3 separate regions of the Mus musculus genome follow, and all the other regions are linked to region 1. Evidence: chromatin contacts called from public promoter capture Hi-C data. All regions are on one chromosome and are shown on one strand. Each heading gives the region's core, a stretch centred on a gene start, on an enhancer-like site or on the middle of the called end of the contact. The rest is flanking DNA. Distances are from core to core; before and after follow the strand shown. Region 1 holds the start of Rpl30 (ribosomal protein L30). Region 2 holds the start of Dap (death-associated protein). Region 3 holds the start of Slc25a32 (solute carrier family 25, member 32).

Region 1 (2,962 bases), core at 304-2,803:
TTAAAATGGGCCACAACAGTTGAATAAATTTTAATGTAAAATTTCTGGATTTTCTGAGTTCGAGGCCAGCCTGGTCTACAGAGTGAGTTCCAGGACAGACAGAGAAATCCTGTCTCAAAAGACTCAACCAAAACAAACAAAAACCAAAAAACCCTAATTTGCAGGCCTGGTTCTATTCATACTTCTGTAATACACTAGCTGTAAAAATGTGAGAATAACACAGTTACTATCTCATAGAGTGTGTGTGTTGGCTAAGTAATATGTTTTAGTTTCCGTTTTTTTTCTTTTTCCAAAAGATCAACTCACAGAGATTGCCAGCTCCGGGTGGGATTATAGGTATAGATCATCTCGACCCGCATGACTCATGGATGTTTTTAAAGTTATTTTAATTAAGGGGAGGCAGGGTTGTTCTTCCCTTTCCTAACCTCCAGGGCAAAGTAACTCACCATACAGCTTACCTACTACCCTGGGTTTCCTTTTTCATGCTTATATAAATTTGGTGGCACAGGTGCTTGTGCAGTTGGGCAGAGGTCACAGGTCAACTTCTGGGTACTTACTCGGTAGTTGTCCACCTTATTTTTCACAAGATCTTTGAGACCTGGAGCTGACAGGTTAGACTAGGTTGGCTGGCTAGCCAGCCTTGGGGAATCTGTTCCACAAATGGAGTTACAAGTGTGCACAACCATGCCAGACTTTTGGGGGCTGGGGATTGACAGAGAGGTTTAGGCATAAAATGCAGGTCCCCACGCTTGCAAGGCAAGCACACTTTACTGACTGAACAATCTCAACAGCCCTGGGTTTTCGTTGGTGCTAGTGCGTAAATAGTAGAGGCTTTCAAGGTTTTTTTTTTTTTTCCTTGAATGCTACATTTATACAACGGCCCAAGTTTCGTAGCAAAATGATTTTTTAAATTATTCGTATTGCGACTATTTCTTTACTTCTGTATACGTATGTGAGCATTCAAGCGCAGGCCAAAGAAAAACCTGCTGGACTTGGCGCTCCCCTCCCACCACGTGGGTTTGGAACTCATTCGTCTACTTAGCGACAAGCGCATTTACCCGTCAGCCACTTCACCAGGTTTTTTTTTTTTTTTTTTCAATTGTGGTCCCTGTGCAAAGTAGGCTCCCAAGTACACGGTATAAAACCGCCGCAAAAGGGGTGTGTGTCCTACGGAGCGGCAAACAGGAAGATCAGCGGCGGGTGGACAGAGATGCCTCCGCTCCTGGTGAGCAGTCACGGGGTAAACCGGCGGCCCGGGGTCCTTCCGGAGCACGCCCAAGACAACGTCAGGCGGAGACCAGCCCAGGAGAGGCCAGGTCGCTGCCGCCTCGCCACGGAGCCCTGGGCCTCGTCGTCAGCTCCCATCGAGCTCCGGCTCTCCGCGGTGTCAGCCCGCTGCAGCAGAACAAACGCCCAGAACCGAAGGCCGGAGCCCAGACGCCGCAGCAGCCCAGCCTGCGTTGTAACCCGGTCCCCATAGCAACCAACTACCGCAGACTACTCTCGCAAGCGCTGTTCTGCTTGTGACCCGGACCGGCTTCTCTTCCGCTTCCGGTCCCACAATCCTCTGTCGGCCTAGAAGAGCTTTGCATTGTGGGAGCTCCTTCCTTTCTCGCTCCCCGGCCATCTTGGCGGCTGGTGTTGGTGAGTGAGCTCTGCGGGGTAAACGATTAGGCGGCTCGGGGAGCTCCGCTAGCTGGTGTTTGACGCTCTGGATTATAATCCTCTCTTCTGTCCTCTGTGTATGCTAGGTTGGGGGTTGTCCCGCACCTAAGGCAGGAAGATGGTGGCCGCAAAGAAGACGGTGAGTGAAGCCGATCGGGCCCGGAAGCCGGTTCACGTGGAGAGCTGGGTCGGGCCGGGGCGGATAGATTTGAGCACACTGGGTGGACGACTTGTCGCTGACGTTTCAGGGTCTCAAAGTGAATCCGAGAGGCTCTTTGTATGGTCTCAGACATCATGAAAGGGTTCAGTTCCAGAAATCTGGAACTGAGTTTGGTTTTAGATGACTGCAAGTGGTGTTCAAGTCTCAAACGTTTGCATTGTAGAAAAAGTCTCTGGAGTCGATCAACTCTAGGCTCCAACTTGTTATGAAAAGTGGGAAGTACGTGCTGGGCTACAAGCAGACTCTGAAGATGATCAGACAAGGCAAAGCGAAGTTGGTTATCCTTGCCAACAACTGTCCAGCTTTGAGGTAATGGAGGGAACCTGGATGTGTGCAGCCTATTGTAAATTCACTGTGCAGTATCCAGCATTGGGAAGAAGAATAATGATGGTTGCTTTCTGATGTTTGGACCTTGCTTTGTGTGTGTTTTTTGTAAATGTACCTTTGAGGCACGTTGTGTGACAGGAGGTATACAAATGATACACGCAGACTGGGGGAAGCCCGATCCCGAATTTTTCAAGGTTTGAAGTGTTAACACTCCGCTTCATGTGCCTGTTTTAGTTTAGAAAAATTCTGGCTGGATTATGGAGGTGATGGTATCATGAAATCACCTATTTGGCAGGGTCCAATTTTCTGAACACGTTCATTCTTGATTAACTATTTTAACTCGAACCTAACAAGTATTTTAAGTAAGCTGAAGAAGCTTGTGTAGTATACGCTCCTTGATTTTTCTATGGCAATTGTACACCTCTTCAGCCTTTTATGTAGGTGTCTATACTTAGTGGCAGAGTTTGGAATGTTTGGTCTTATTTTAAACCTTTGCCAGTCGATTCATAGTGGCAGCGTAGACATTCATTACTAAATTACAAGCTCAGACTCAGTGGGTCCAGGCTGGAGCTTCAAGTTCATTTCTCATAAGCACTTTGGAGCACTGTTGGTATGTGGGGCCACATTCTAAGCTCAAGGTTCTGTGGAACTTTCAAATCTTAACAATTTGTATCCTTTAACTTGGCACTGAAGTATTTATTTTTTGGGTAATATTATCAGCAGCCCTTATGTAGTATTCACTGTATAGTA
Region 2 (3,017 bases), core at 322-2,821, 3.2 Mb after region 1:
TGATTATGTTTTTCCTCTCTCCAACTTTTCCCCCAATTCCTACCCACCATACCTCTCTCTCTCTCTCTCTCTCTCTCTCTCTCTCTCTCTCACACACACACACACACACACACACACACAGAGTCCACAAAACCACAAACCAAAATACACAAGCAATACACTAGTAAGATTTTAAAAAATGCTCAAAGAAAACCACATGAGACAGGAAGTCTACAAAAATACCACTGAGTTCGTTTTGCGTTGGCCATCTATTTACTGGGGCATAGGGCCTACCCTGAAGGTGGTTTAATATACTCAGTGAGACGCCACTGGCGAAGCAAGCCGGTACCCATTGCGGACAGACTTGGTTAGGGATAGGAGCCAGTATCTTAAAGGTAATCTTTCCACAAGTTAATTTGTATTGTAAGAAGTGAGAATTGAACCCAGAGCCTTCCATACTCTAGCATAGTATCTTACACTGAACACAAAGACTCCCGTAGCTATAACTCCTAACCCCAGTTAGGCGAGTTGAGAAGCACTGTCATAGTGAATCAGCTTTGAAATACAGCATACTTTAAAGGCAGTTTCCTCTCTCCTCCTGTTCTCCAGTGGGGCCAGCAGCTGGAGAGTCTAAGTTTTTACTACAGAAAGATGGTACAGATGTGTCCCTACCCCACACAGTCCTCCAAGGTCTGCAGGGAGATGCCCTGGTTTTATACCACAGGAGACTTGGCTTCTAGGACCCACGGTTTCCAGGCTGGCTCTCTGTGGTGCTTCCACAGGTATCTCTGCCACCAGAAAGGGCAGTAGAAATGCCAACTCCTCCAGCCATGGAGGAACAAACAGGAACTGAGTGGAGGCGGCTGCCCAAGGCACACAAAGGTTGCTCACCATTTCCTAAGAGAGGTGGCTCTTTACTGGACTGAACTGCCAGTAAAAAGAAGTTTTGGCTCAGAAGTTCCGGGTTTGCTTTAAAAAAATACCGTTTTAACCACTTTCAAGAGGGAGTTGGATGCGAAAATTAAATGAATAAAGGAAGTCATGCCGGGTGATTAATGATCATAATTATTTCCGCTTCTTTGGTCTGTCAGTGTGAAATGCTGTCAGCCCACGATTAATCATCATGATACAACACTACCTTTTAATTGTTGGGGGTCTCCCACGCAAACATCTGTGCAATCTCATAAAAACTGCCTACTTTTGAGTTTTGACTTGTACAACTAGGGTGTCCCCGCCGGGGAGGGCTGGATCCCGCGACCCGCTCACCTGCACCCCGGGCCCGCTCACCTGCGCGCCTGCGCAGCACACAAGCAAGGGGCACCGGGGCACTGGGACCCCGATCCTGCCCTGTCCCCTCCCGGCGCCCCAAGACATAGTGCAAACCAGTCAGTACCGGCGGGCGGGTGTCCAGCTTTGGTCTCCAGCTTTCCTTCTGGAGGCGAAGACATGGCGCCGCTGGTTTTCGGAGGGGCGACGGCAGCCGCGGGGTGGGCGTCAGTGCGCGCGCGAGGACTCGGGGGAAGGCGTGAGGCGCGCGCTGCTCGGGAACGCGCACTGCCGCCCCGGGCAGGGGGGCGTGGCTCCAAACGGCTGCGTGGCACGGTCCCGCCCACCCGAACTCTGTGAGCCGCCTCGCCTCGCCCCGCCCGTCCTTGTGGAGCATGCGCAGCGGCCAGCGCCACGTACGACTCCAAGGCTATTGTATGGGAAGGATGACAGGGCGCGTGTGTACGTGAAGGGCGGGGCGGCCCTGCGACCAGCGAGGGGCTGGACCCGTGGTGCGTGTTCACTAGCCAAGCTGTCACTGAGGGAAGCGTAGCCTGCTGGTGGTTCGAGACCCCAGCGCGGGGTTTCGTTCAGAGATGGCAGCTCCTGGCTCCTTGGCTCACTTTGCAGCAAAACTTATCCGTTACTCTCTAGAACTCGCAGCTCTGCAAGATCAGCAGTCTTCTATCTTTAGAAAAGGGCCTGCCACCATCCCTTCCAGGCTGCACACGGATCTTAGACGACCCAGCTATTAAAAGAGGCAGGGTGCCACACCTCTCTACTCCTTCCTTACTCTCAGAACCTCTTGACTGATCTCTCAGAACCTCTCCCTGACCCCAGGCTGCCAAATCCGAAGGTCACTTGTCCAGTGCCTTTGATCTCGTAGGAGCACTGCAGACAGCTCTGGATGTTCTTTAGCTTTAGGGACGCCATGTCTCTGCCTTGTCCAGACCACCGTGGCTGCCATTCGGCTTGGCAAGCTTCTCTGTAGACTTGTAAATATTTGTATCTCCCGTGCATCATCCTTGGCCCTCTTCCCTACACGTTCCTGGGGTGCTTTCCACTGTAATGATGTTGGCGTCTGAGTAATTCATAAATTACTCAGAATTATTTAGCTCGCGGTTCTCAAGAGGCAAGTGGTTTGCAGGCTTGCATAGAAACAATTTCTTAGTCGAGGAGGTTTGAAGCCCTTGTGGCCATCAAATGCAACCTGTAGCACATACAACCCACAAGGCTTTTTTCGTGACAGGGCCTGGCAAACTAGCAGCTCATTGCTTATGGCTCCTTGACCCATATTGGTTGTTCTGATCCTTCTTTAGTGGGACAGGCCAGTTCTTCTGGTCTTGGCATCTGCTATTCCCATCACTGAGCACTGATTCCTCCAGATATCTACATGACTGACTCCTTCCTATAGTACAACCAGCTTGTGAAGTCAGCTGACCTGTGGGATCTGAGAATGTAGCCAAGGTGCCCGGCTCATGTTTCTGTTCATGTTTTTTACTGCCTCCATGCGATCAACCTCATCTGGCCGTCCTTATTTCTCTCTGCTCATTTACTGGAATTCTCCATGGACTGGACTGTCAGCTCCATGGAAGGAGAAGCCTGGTATATGGTTTTCACTTATATTCCAGGCCCTTAGCCATGGCAATCGCAAAAGACCCATATAATCCTGGAACAGAGAGGCAATGGGTCTCCTACAATGTTGTCTTAACAGAGAGCAACAAATGGGGCCTACACAGAAAATGGAGTGGATGCTTAGGATATAATAGTAT
Region 3 (3,118 bases), core at 204-2,703, 4.7 Mb before region 1:
CTCTTTTCAAGCTGATAGGAAAGCCTGCTAATCAGCATGAACCATGAGATAATGTGATAAGCACTGACAAATCCAAACAATGTGTACTGAAAACACAGAAGAGGACACTGATGCGCAGGATGGAGGGCACTTGTAGGGATAAGTATGTAAAGATACGTACATAAGTATAGCTCCAAGACAAAGCCTGAAATGCACCCACATTGGCAAGGGTAACGTAAGCCACTGTCTTAGTTAGGGTTTTACTGCTGTGAGCAGACACCACGACCAAGGCAACTCTTATAAGGACAACATTTAGTTGGGGCTGGCTTACAGGTTCAGAGGTTCAGTCCATTATCATCAAGGTGAGAACATGGTAAAATCTAGGCAGGCATGGTGCAGGAGGAGCTGAGAGTTGTTCTACAGCTTCATCTGAAGGCTGCTAGGAGAATACTTTCTGCTAGGCAGCTAGGACTAGGGTATTAAAGCTCTCACCCACAGTGACACACCTACTCCAACAAGGCCACTCCCTGGGCCAAGCACTATAAACCATGACAGCTCCATCCAGCAATGCACTGTTTGGTGAAAGTGGAAGAAAAAAAAAAGTAATGAGGTTCAAAGATTCAAAATAATTAACGTCAAACTCTGGGGACAAATCTACTTTTCATTTAAGAAATATTACCAAAAAAAAAAAAAAGAAAAGAAATTATTACCATGTAAAACACCTTGGGAGCTGGGGGGGGGGGCCATATACCACACGTTAGCAATGCTAGGGGGAGGAGAGAGAACCTTTAGTAACGCAGACAGGGTTTCTCTCTGTAGCCCCGGCTGTCCTGGAACTCACTCTGTAGACCAGGCTGGCCTTGAACTCAGAAATCCGCCTGCCTCTGCCTCCCAAGTGCTGGGATTAAAGGCGTGTATACGTAACTACTTCCCACTAGAGGAAAATTCTCACAAAGGACGTAGAGGTATGTGCCATCTGCAGTTCTGATCCTCACCAGCCCCGTGTGGACGCAGCCGCCTAGGCGGAGAGGGAAACCGAGACCAGAGCGCTGGCCTCCCGCCCCTTTTACTGCTCGAAAGCTGGCCAGACCCAAAGAATCCGGGAGGAGGCCCCTTCCTCTGTTCCAGTTCCTCTCACCTCTTTGTATGTCCAGCTTGGTTTCGCGGACATAGTTGTCAGGGTTTCGGCTCAGCATTTTCACCTTCATCTTGGCGGCTCTGGGTGTCGGACTCCACGAGCCTTTAAACCGGGCTCGACTTACCGGGGCCAGCACGCAGACACACTACTTCCGCCTTCCGCGGGCTTCCTGTCACGTGGCTCCGCAGAGTGGCAGCCGGATGGCTCAGCTGGACCTCGCGGCGTTCCGTAGTCTCTCCGGCTAGGAGCTGGAGGGGGCGGTCCTTCAGCTGTCGCTCGCGTCTTGACCCGAGGGCGAGCGCGCGCAGCTGTGGGCGGGGCCAGGCCTGCTGGGCGGGGCTAAGCAAGCTCCGCTCTGAGGTTTCTCCTACTCCCCGCTTTGCCGCGGGTGTGACTTGCCTGCAGCAGCGTCCCGGGCTCCGGTCCCGGAAGTGGGCTCGCGTCCTGCGGTTCCAGGCCCCGGGCCGCGACAGTCGCCACGGTGGCGGCCACTACATCACGCCCCACGTCGGCGGCGCTGGACGCCGTAGTGTCGACGAACCCGGAGCCCATGACAGGCCAGGGCCAGTCGGCTGCCGGGTCGGCGGCGTGGAGCGCGGTGTTCCGCCACGTCCGGTACGAGAACCTGGTGGCTGGCGTGAGTGGCGGGGTCTTGTCCAACCTGGCGCTGCACCCGCTCGACCTCGTGAAGATCCGCTTCGCTGGTAAGAGCCTGCCCACGTCCCGGGCGGCTTCCCTTGCTGCCAGCCCCAGCGAAGCACTTACACGCAGAAGAGACATTAGTCTCCCCAGACTCTACTACAAGGGGGAGAGCCCCTAAGATGATGCTGTGCACCCTGCGTTACCTGGAGCTAGGATTTAGGAAGGGGACCCCGGCTTTCCCTGTGTCTCCTAACCATAAAGGATAGGGAAAGTGGGTGAAGTTTGAGAGAAAGGAGGTTGTCACATTTGACCCTCATGTTCACGAGTCATTCACTCTTTGGGGTAATTTGAAGTCTTAGGGCAGCCACGTGTTTGGCTGTATAAAGTCAGACGAAAGTACAAGTGTGTGAGCCGGTGCTTTGTCACCTTCGGAGAGTAAGGTCATAGTTTGGGATTAAAATATTCACTAAAGTTTCTTTAGTTTGCAGTATTTAAAAATATGCATTGTCTGGTGAAGGAAGGAGGAGCTTCTACACTCTAAATAACTGTATTAAAGTGTGAATTAAGTATATGGAAATTAGCACGGCATTTTAGGAATTAATACCAAGTTGCATTACATAGGTGAGCCTTGGTAACTATTTAGAAACCATTTCTGTTATTTCATTTATTACAAACTAAATTTTTCCAGAAAATCAAATCTTTAGAGATGGATTTAGTAGAGCATTCTAATTTTATTCGATTTACTTGATGTATGTGTCTTAATGTTGAACAGTGGAGTCGAACTAAGAAGTACCAACAGTTTCTTATCGTTAGGAAACTTAAAAATGTAATTACCCTAAGATATATAAAAGGATTCTACACAACATGAAATCAGTTGCTAAGTAGAATAAATTCAAATACAAAATAAGAGCACAAATAGGCTATATAAAAAGACTATATAAGGAAAGCTGGGGCTGGAGAGATGACTTAGCCTTTCCACAGGACCCACATTGAGTTCTCAGCACCCACTTTGAGCAGGTGGCTCCCAACTGTCTATAATTCTGGCTTCAAGGAAACCTAACATCTCTGGACTCTGCCAGCACATGCACATACCCACCCAGGGGCACATATGAAATATGAAATGATAAAGTAAATATTAAAAAAATAAACATAGGTGGCTTGTATGTATCTGTAAAGGTTCCATATTAAAGTCCTCAACAGGATTAATATTTTGACAGCTAGAGGAGACAAGACATTCCGTGGTGGAGAATGTGTGGTACCTGTGGAGTGTATTCTAGAAAAGACACCGCAGAGAAATAATTCCATGGAGTTTGATATGCAACTATAAATAATTGTTATAATAGTTGCAAACATTGATAA

The links. Promoter capture Hi-C pulls out the DNA fragments that hold promoters and counts their contacts.
Region 2: a contact with region 1 is called in a promoter capture Hi-C map of pre-B cells. The contact joins the promoter of Dap here to the promoter of Rpl30 in region 1. A contact is called at or near these places in 3 of 39 promoter capture datasets (liver and pre-B cells) and 1 of 484 Hi-C or Micro-C datasets (CD4 T cells).
Region 3: a contact with region 1 is called in a promoter capture Hi-C map of pre-B cells, with 4 times the contacts expected there. The contact joins the promoter of Slc25a32 here to the promoter of Rpl30 in region 1. A contact is called at or near these places in 2 of 39 promoter capture datasets (liver and pre-B cells) and 1 of 484 Hi-C or Micro-C datasets (CD4 T cells).

The regions. Positions count from the first base shown.
Region 1 is chr15:34,441,867-34,444,828 of GRCm38.p6, reverse strand. Rpl30 (ribosomal protein L30) reads left to right here and starts at 1,553. Exons shown (of 5, transcript NM_001163485.1): 1 at 1,553-1,644; 2 at 1,752-1,804; 3 at 2,049-2,194. The coding sequence starts at 1,784.
Region 2 is chr15:31,222,939-31,225,955 of GRCm38.p6, reverse strand. Dap (death-associated protein) reads right to left here and starts at 1,571. Exons shown (of 4, transcript NM_146057.3): 1 at 1,373-1,571. The coding sequence starts at 1,427.
Region 3 is chr15:39,111,051-39,114,168 of GRCm38.p6, reverse strand. Slc25a32 (solute carrier family 25, member 32) reads left to right here and starts at 1,453. Exons shown (of 7, transcript NM_172402.3): 1 at 1,453-1,821. The coding sequence starts at 1,668. It overlaps Dcaf13 (DDB1 and CUL4 associated factor 13), which reads right to left and starts at 1,295. Exons shown (of 11, transcript NM_198606.2): 1 at 1,118-1,295. The coding sequence starts at 1,187.